2 separate regions of the Gossypium hirsutum genome follow, and region 1 is linked to region 2. The links are chromatin contacts, called in public Hi-C maps. All regions are on one chromosome and are shown on one strand. The core of a region is the stretch at or near the end of the contact, and the rest is flanking DNA. Distances in the headings are between cores, read along the strand shown. Region 1 holds the start of LOC107951382 (probable F-box protein At2g36090). Region 2 holds the start of LOC107944720 (60S ribosomal protein L9).

Region 1 (3,562 bases), core at 46-2,545, 520 kb before region 2:
AATATCCTTGAAATGAGAATAAGATAGCTTTAAAATTATATCATATTGCTTGATATCAATTTGTCAATCTTGTCCATTAATATCCTCTTAATAAAGGATAGTAAAAAGTTCATAAATCTTGAACTTAGAATAAAAATCAATCTTAGTATAAACAAATCAAGATTACCGACAAACAATTTTGCACCAACATATTATAGTAGGGAATTCCTTCAAATTCTTCACCATTTTTAATAAAGGAGGAGAACTGTGTCTAACAGAAGATTAGGGTCCATGTCCAACCTACTTGAAACTAATGCATTGCCACTTGGCAAATTCAAAGAGCTTTTGCCTTGAATTTCACGTATTTTGGTTTCCTTAATGTTTATGGGCAACTATTGTACCTAAATATATAGAAGCCTTTAGCTTTGAATCAATTAAACTGGTTAATTGCAGTTTTGCTTCTAGTTAATGAAATTCGTCCACAATAAAGAGCTTCCATTTCTTTCACAATAGTGCCAAAATGTTGGGCAGCTTTCCTTTTTCGTCCGTAACAACCATTCCCCACGAATTACATGAAGTTCTATGCAACCAACATTTTGATCCCATTCTCTCAACCCTAATAATATAAATTATTAAGACTATTTAATTATTTGATGATGTCTTAAGAATGAATCAATCAAATTAAGTTAAAAGTTGATTTGTTTTTGTTAACTAGCATATAAATTTTTATATACTTAGTGAACGTTATGACACTTGTTAACAAATTTGATTACCTGTTAAAAAAAAGTATTAATTATAAATTTATATACTAAAGCATCCAACACTAATAAAAATTTAAGATGGATTTTTTTTTTGAGCTGAATTGATTGATGGGTGATTAGGGAATAATATGAATAATAGCACAGATGAACCTCTCACTTATCTTTCATTTAATATGATAAATGACTTTTCAACTTCACAAAGCCATCACTTAATTACGGGCTTAGGCAGTCTAGTATAGAGGTTACAACTTAATAGCTTGGACGAACCTAATGGTGTTTTCCATTTAAAGAATTTGGCTGTTTGAACTTGGCAAAGTTTCAAAGTTGGCAAGCCAACCCTGCAGTTGGCGGTTCACTATCTTTGGCCTAATTGTGGATTGTCCCACGGATTTATGGAAGAAATTTAAACCCTGTAAAACGCGGCTACTGACTTGTATCACGTTGGTCAATGGTGTGTTTCATGGTCATACATCATCTCTATGGACGGCTAGATGGGTCAAATGACTGTTATATAAACAAGTGGGAGCGTATCCATAGTAGGCAAAAAAAAAATGATGGAGCATTTGAAATGTGATTTGAAGTGCTTAAGCAGGGATATCCTAGCTGATATCATGGCTCGACTAGATGGTTCAACCCTGGCCTCAGCTGCCTGCACATGTTCTGACCTTCGAGGCATAGCTCGAAACCAAAGGTTATGGAAGCAATTGTGTAATTCCACATGGCCTTCCACTGCACTCGACGAAGCCCAACACCTTATTTCATCATCAACGGATGGTTTTCGCAGATTCTATGCTGATTCTTATCCTCTTATTTCGAATGATCACAAAGATGCCAACAATTACTTTCCTATACAACCAACCCTTATTTCCCCGTCTAATTTTGCTTTGTTTATAGATGTTTATTATAGAGAAAAATGTACTACTTCCAGTGTCTTAGACGGCATACCAATGGAAACCGATTTCGGCCAAGATGATGACACAACAACTGGTCTTATGAGTTGGGTATTGAACTGTCCATTCAAAGTGGTACCCTCAGATATTAATGATGAAGATATCGAAGACGGTGACGATGGACATGACTTCATATCACTTGTGGGAAAAGCAGATGATCGTTGCAATGAACTAAAAGAAGGGATTCGATTAAGTTGGGTGTTATTAGACAAGAAGAGAGGAAAAGCTGGAAATCTATCAAGCTGGAAGCCATTGTCGGTGAAGAAAATATGGGCTTCCAATGGTGACTATATTCTACATTTTGGGTGCATTATCCCAGTCCAAGAGAGACTACAACTGCCTCACAACTTGGCCAAGTGTCTTATAGTGGCAAGATGCAACATAGAGGAAAAACATGGGTATTTGAGATCGAAAGAGGTTAGTATGCACATTGAGGACACTAGTGGAGCATATGTAAATGGTGGCAAGAGTTTAATCATCTTAAACCAAGCTCTATATTGCTCGCGAAGTAATAATCGTCATGCTGTTAAAAAGGGTTACATACAATTTGAGGGACGAAAGCAAGAGATTATAAGGAAAAAGAAGCTCGAAGAAACCATGGCTGATTGGCTTTGTATATCTTTTGAAGTAGTAATCCTCTTAATTTTAGGGTACCGAATTTTACCCATTTATTATATGGTCCAATGACAACTTAAGTAACCATTGCAAAGCACACTGTTTCTAGGACAAATAATTATTCATGTTAAACTGTGTTTTAACTTGTTTCATCAATTACAGACTGTTACGATGTTGCAATCCACAACCTTTGACAAATCAAAATGAAAATTTGAGAGTTTCCCAAGTTAAATGATGTTGATGGGTTTGGTCCAGCCTATGGATTTGGGCACATATATAGGATTGAATTGGGTACGGCATACTTATTGGAGAAGAGGGTATCCATTTTAAGTAGGGTTTAATGAGAGGCTCATTCTTCGTAATGGGCTGATAAATTTAAGAATATATCTATATTATATTTATACATCTATACTATACTAATAGTAACCTAAAAATGTTAGATGTGGCGTTTTTAAAAAATATATATATGTCAGAGTGGAAATTATTTTCAAAAATTAAAAAATTAAATATTCTAAAAATTAAAAAAATTAATATTAAATGTATTAAAAGTTCAAGAAATCTATAAATATATATATATATGAAAATTTGTTAAAAAGTGTAAATTATAAAATATTATTAAAAATTTCAAAAAGAAATTAATATCTGTAAAAAATTATTAAAATTTTGAAACCATTCATTTTCAATTCACACCCAAACTAGAAACCGAGTTCTACTAATTAAAACCCATTGGTTTAACTTTGTGATTTCATTATGATTAGTAAATAGAAGGAAAACCTACTTGAAAAAGAGAATGTCGTGGTCAGTCAAAATAAAAAGAATGAAGAAGGAAATAGGGCTTTTTTAATAAAAATAACCTTAAAAAATTAATTAATTATTTAAATAATCTATTTTTTTGATAAAATATGAAAATAACTTAAAATCTACAGTAAAAGTTAGTGGAGTCAAAGTGTTCGGTGCTATCAACATGTCACGTCAGCAATCTACATTAAAAAATTATTTTTTTTGTGGAGCCATTTAAAATAACGCCACTTGTATAAAAACTAAAAAAATACTGTGATTTTTAAAACTAGAAGGGAGACTTTAAAAATTTTACTTTTTTCGTGGTGGAGCCAAATAAAATAAAGCTACCAAATTTCAAAAAAATTTCTTGACACCCTATTAGCTATTTCCCTATTCAAAGTTTCAAACAGTTTGGGCAAATTTTTTTTTTCTTGTCAGATTCTTTGTTTTGTTTTATTGCTTTTTTCTTCTTTATTT
Region 2 (3,317 bases), core at 678-3,177:
AATTATGCTTTGATCAATAATGGTAATTTTGCACCATTTAACCTTATTACAATTGGTTTAAGGCCCACGATGAACCACATTTATATTAGTCAGGAGAGCATCATCAACTTCTGAAAAATGGGTATTATTAAGTCGTTGGAAGAGGAATATGCAAGCGTGTGTTGAACCTGACGAAGTCGTCCAACCTGACAGGCGAAGTATCCACCGCCTTGTGGCTGAGCCACTCAAGCTGCCCAATCGCCCAAAGCTACTGAACCTGTCCAAGTTGTTGAACCTATGCAACCGGACAAACATGTCAATCTTCCAAATGAGAAATCTGGCTTTAATATACTAGATCAATCGAACTTGTTAACTACTAGGAGTTGAGAGACCCTATAAGCAATTGGCTAATATGCAAGAGTTGAGGTTTGGTGGCGAATTTTAGAATCCGAGGTGAGTCGAGAGATCGTGAGTATCTAAAGTTAACAATGGATAATTCCTGATCAATTTGACTAAGCCTAATCATTAGTTTCTAATTAAACTAATCAACCACTACATTTTACACTTGAGAGGAAAGTTTTTAATTGAGATTGTTTTAGTTCAGTAGTTTAAACAATTTTGCTTTGTTTTTTTAGTAATTAGAATAAAATTCCTTTAAGTCGGTCTGTTCATAATCATGAATTTAATTAGATTAGTAATTTAGGTTAATAATTATAAGTATTCAAAACCTAAATTTGAAGTAAATTATTTTCTTTTGGATTTGATTATTAGAATACTTTCATCCAAGTATCTATTGTATTATAACTTAACAACAACTGCACACCTGCAGCTTCAAATGACAATAAATTTAAATAGTACTTTAAGACACACTCAATAATTATTAGGTTCTTTGCATGTGCCAAATAATATTTTCTTTAGAAAGAGGCTAGGCATATATTATATCTTAGGTTGGATGCGCAAAGAAACCTATAAGGCAAAAAGAAATCCACAAGGAAGTTTATGCTTTGAAATGTTGTCTAATGCTTAAATAAGAAGAGGTAACAAAAAAAAAATGAAAAAATGAGTTTTTTTTTTCAGAATAAGTGAATAACGGTAAGACCAAGGGCAAAACTAGAAAATTACTTTGGGACAAAGATAAATCATAATTTTTTTAGGAGAGAGGAAGTGAAGAGAAAATTTATTATTATACTAATTTTTAATTATTAAAATTTTGAACGCATCATAAGAAAATTTTACCATTTTTGGGGTGGAGGCAGGGCTATCGCCTTCCCCTGTCTACACATTGGGTAAGGTTGGAAAAGATAGCCTTTAGCTACTCTAGGGCTACTAATTACATGAGAATTGCACGGGCCAAATTATCCCTTGCACACTTAAATTATTATACATTTTGGTCATTATTCACAATTATTATTATTATTTTTAAATAATTTCATTATAGGTTCTGATCAAATCTACTTAACACAATACTTAAAATTACTTATAGTTCCTCCCTAATCTATAAACAAGATAATAATTCGTTTTAGTACACTCGAACACATGTCCTCTTGTATAGACAACAATATTCATGACAATCGAATTAAGATTCAATCGATTGGTCATTATTCATAATTAAAAATTTAATAAAATGAAATAATAAATTACATATAATTAAAAAATAAGCAACTAACTACAAAAAGGAGTACAAATATGCAAGTGTTTGAAGAAATTCTTAAATAGTTATTACTTGTTATTGAGATTAATGGAATAGTAAATTTTGGTTTAGACAATTTGTTGATTAAAAAAAAAGAGCAACTGAATTAATTAACTTTTGATAAATACACAAGTTTACATTAATTCAATTTATTGCTTATTATCTCGAAAAATAAGCTTTTTAATTGGGCCGGACTCTCACAGCAATCTATTTTTCTCCTCTATTTTCTGCTCTTAACCCTAAAGCCGGCCCAAAACTGAATCCTTATACTAATAAATTATATAACATTACAGCCTTTAAGTTATAGGGTTTTTACACTCTACTTAGTCCCTCCATCGAAGCCGCACCGAGGAAGGAAGCAGAAGGCAAGCAAAATGAAGACCATTCTTTCTTCAGAGACAATGGACATCCCTGATGGGGTTGATATTAAGGTGAAGGCCAAGATGATCGAGGTTGAAGGTCCCAGGGGTAAGCTCATCCGTAACTTCAAGCACCTCAACCTCGATTTTCATCTTATCAAGGACGAGGAGAGCGGCAAACGCAAGCTCAGGATCGAGGCTTGGTTTGGCTCTAGAAAGACTAGCGCCGCCATCCGTACTGCTCTCAGCCACGTTGAGAATCTCATCACCGGCGTCACCAAGGGCTACCGTTACAAGATGAGGTTTGTTTATGCTCATTTTCCCATCAACGCCTCCATCACTAACGGCAACAAGTCCATCGAGATCCGTAATTTCCTTGGCGAGAAGAAGGTCTTCTCTCTCTCTCTCTCTCTCTCTCTCTCTCTCTCCGTTCTTTTAATCTCTTATTGAATCGAAATCACATTGACACTGTTGATTTAATTCCCTTTATTTGTTTTTTTTTGTTTGAATAAGGCATTTATTATTGTTTTTATCATATATTAGGGCTTTTTTTGTTTCATTTTCTTTTTGGCCTATTCAAGCGTACGATGCTGTTGAAATGCTACATTAAGAGCATATGTTGATTCATATATTTTGTTTGTTTAATGTCAACACCCTTAGGACTTGACAACCTAAAATTCTTATATTTTCTGGAGTTCTGGTTGCATTGACTGATGTAGAGAAATGGGCAGGCATTGTTTTTACATCTTGAACCAAATTGTTCATGTTTTAGGGTTCAAGTAACCAAATATGAAACATGTTCAAGAGTTTGATAAGTTCCTTGTATTCCAATGACATTATGTTAACGTTTGCACCGGTGAACATTAGGTGCGAAAGGTGGATATGTTGGAAGGGGTATCCATTGTTCGATCAGAGAAGGTTAAAGACGAGATCGTGTTGGATGGTAACGATATCGAACTTGTGTCACGCTCGGCAGCTTTGATAAACCAGGTAGGCCCTCTGTCGATCCCTTTTAAACACTGAGATTGAAGCTGGAGATGATTGATATTTGGTATTTATCTTGATGAATGTGAATTTTGATTGGAACAGAAATGCCATGTGAAGAACAAGGATATTAGAAAGTTCCTTGATGGTATCTATGTTAGCGAGAAGGGCAGGATCGCTGAAGAAGAATGATTGGTACGGTATCTCTTGTTTCATAGTGTTATAATGCTCTGCTTTGGTTTTCAGACTTTAGATTATAAGGATGTTATCTTATATTTGTTTCATCTTTATGTTTTGCGACATTG

What was found. A called contact is a pair of places that touch in the nucleus more often than the background predicts.
Region 1: a contact with region 2 is called in a Hi-C map of leaf, with 2.7 times the contacts expected there. The contact joins the promoter of LOC107951382 here to the promoter of LOC107944720 in region 2. A contact is called at or near these places in 5 of 34 Hi-C or Micro-C datasets (callus and leaf).

The regions. Positions count from the first base shown.
Region 1 is chrA02:42,430,187-42,433,748 of Gossypium_hirsutum_v2.1, reverse strand. LOC107951382 (probable F-box protein At2g36090) reads left to right here and starts at 1,295. Exons shown (of 2, transcript XM_041083770.1): 1 at 1,295-2,303; 2 at 2,468-2,499. The coding sequence starts at 1,295. The coding sequence ends at 2,499.
Region 2 is chrA02:41,911,410-41,914,726 of Gossypium_hirsutum_v2.1, reverse strand. It overlaps LOC107944720 (60S ribosomal protein L9), which reads left to right and starts at 1,927. Exons shown (of 3, transcript XM_016878547.2): 1 at 1,927-2,418; 2 at 2,896-3,018; 3 at 3,118-3,317. The coding sequence starts at 2,044. The coding sequence ends at 3,204.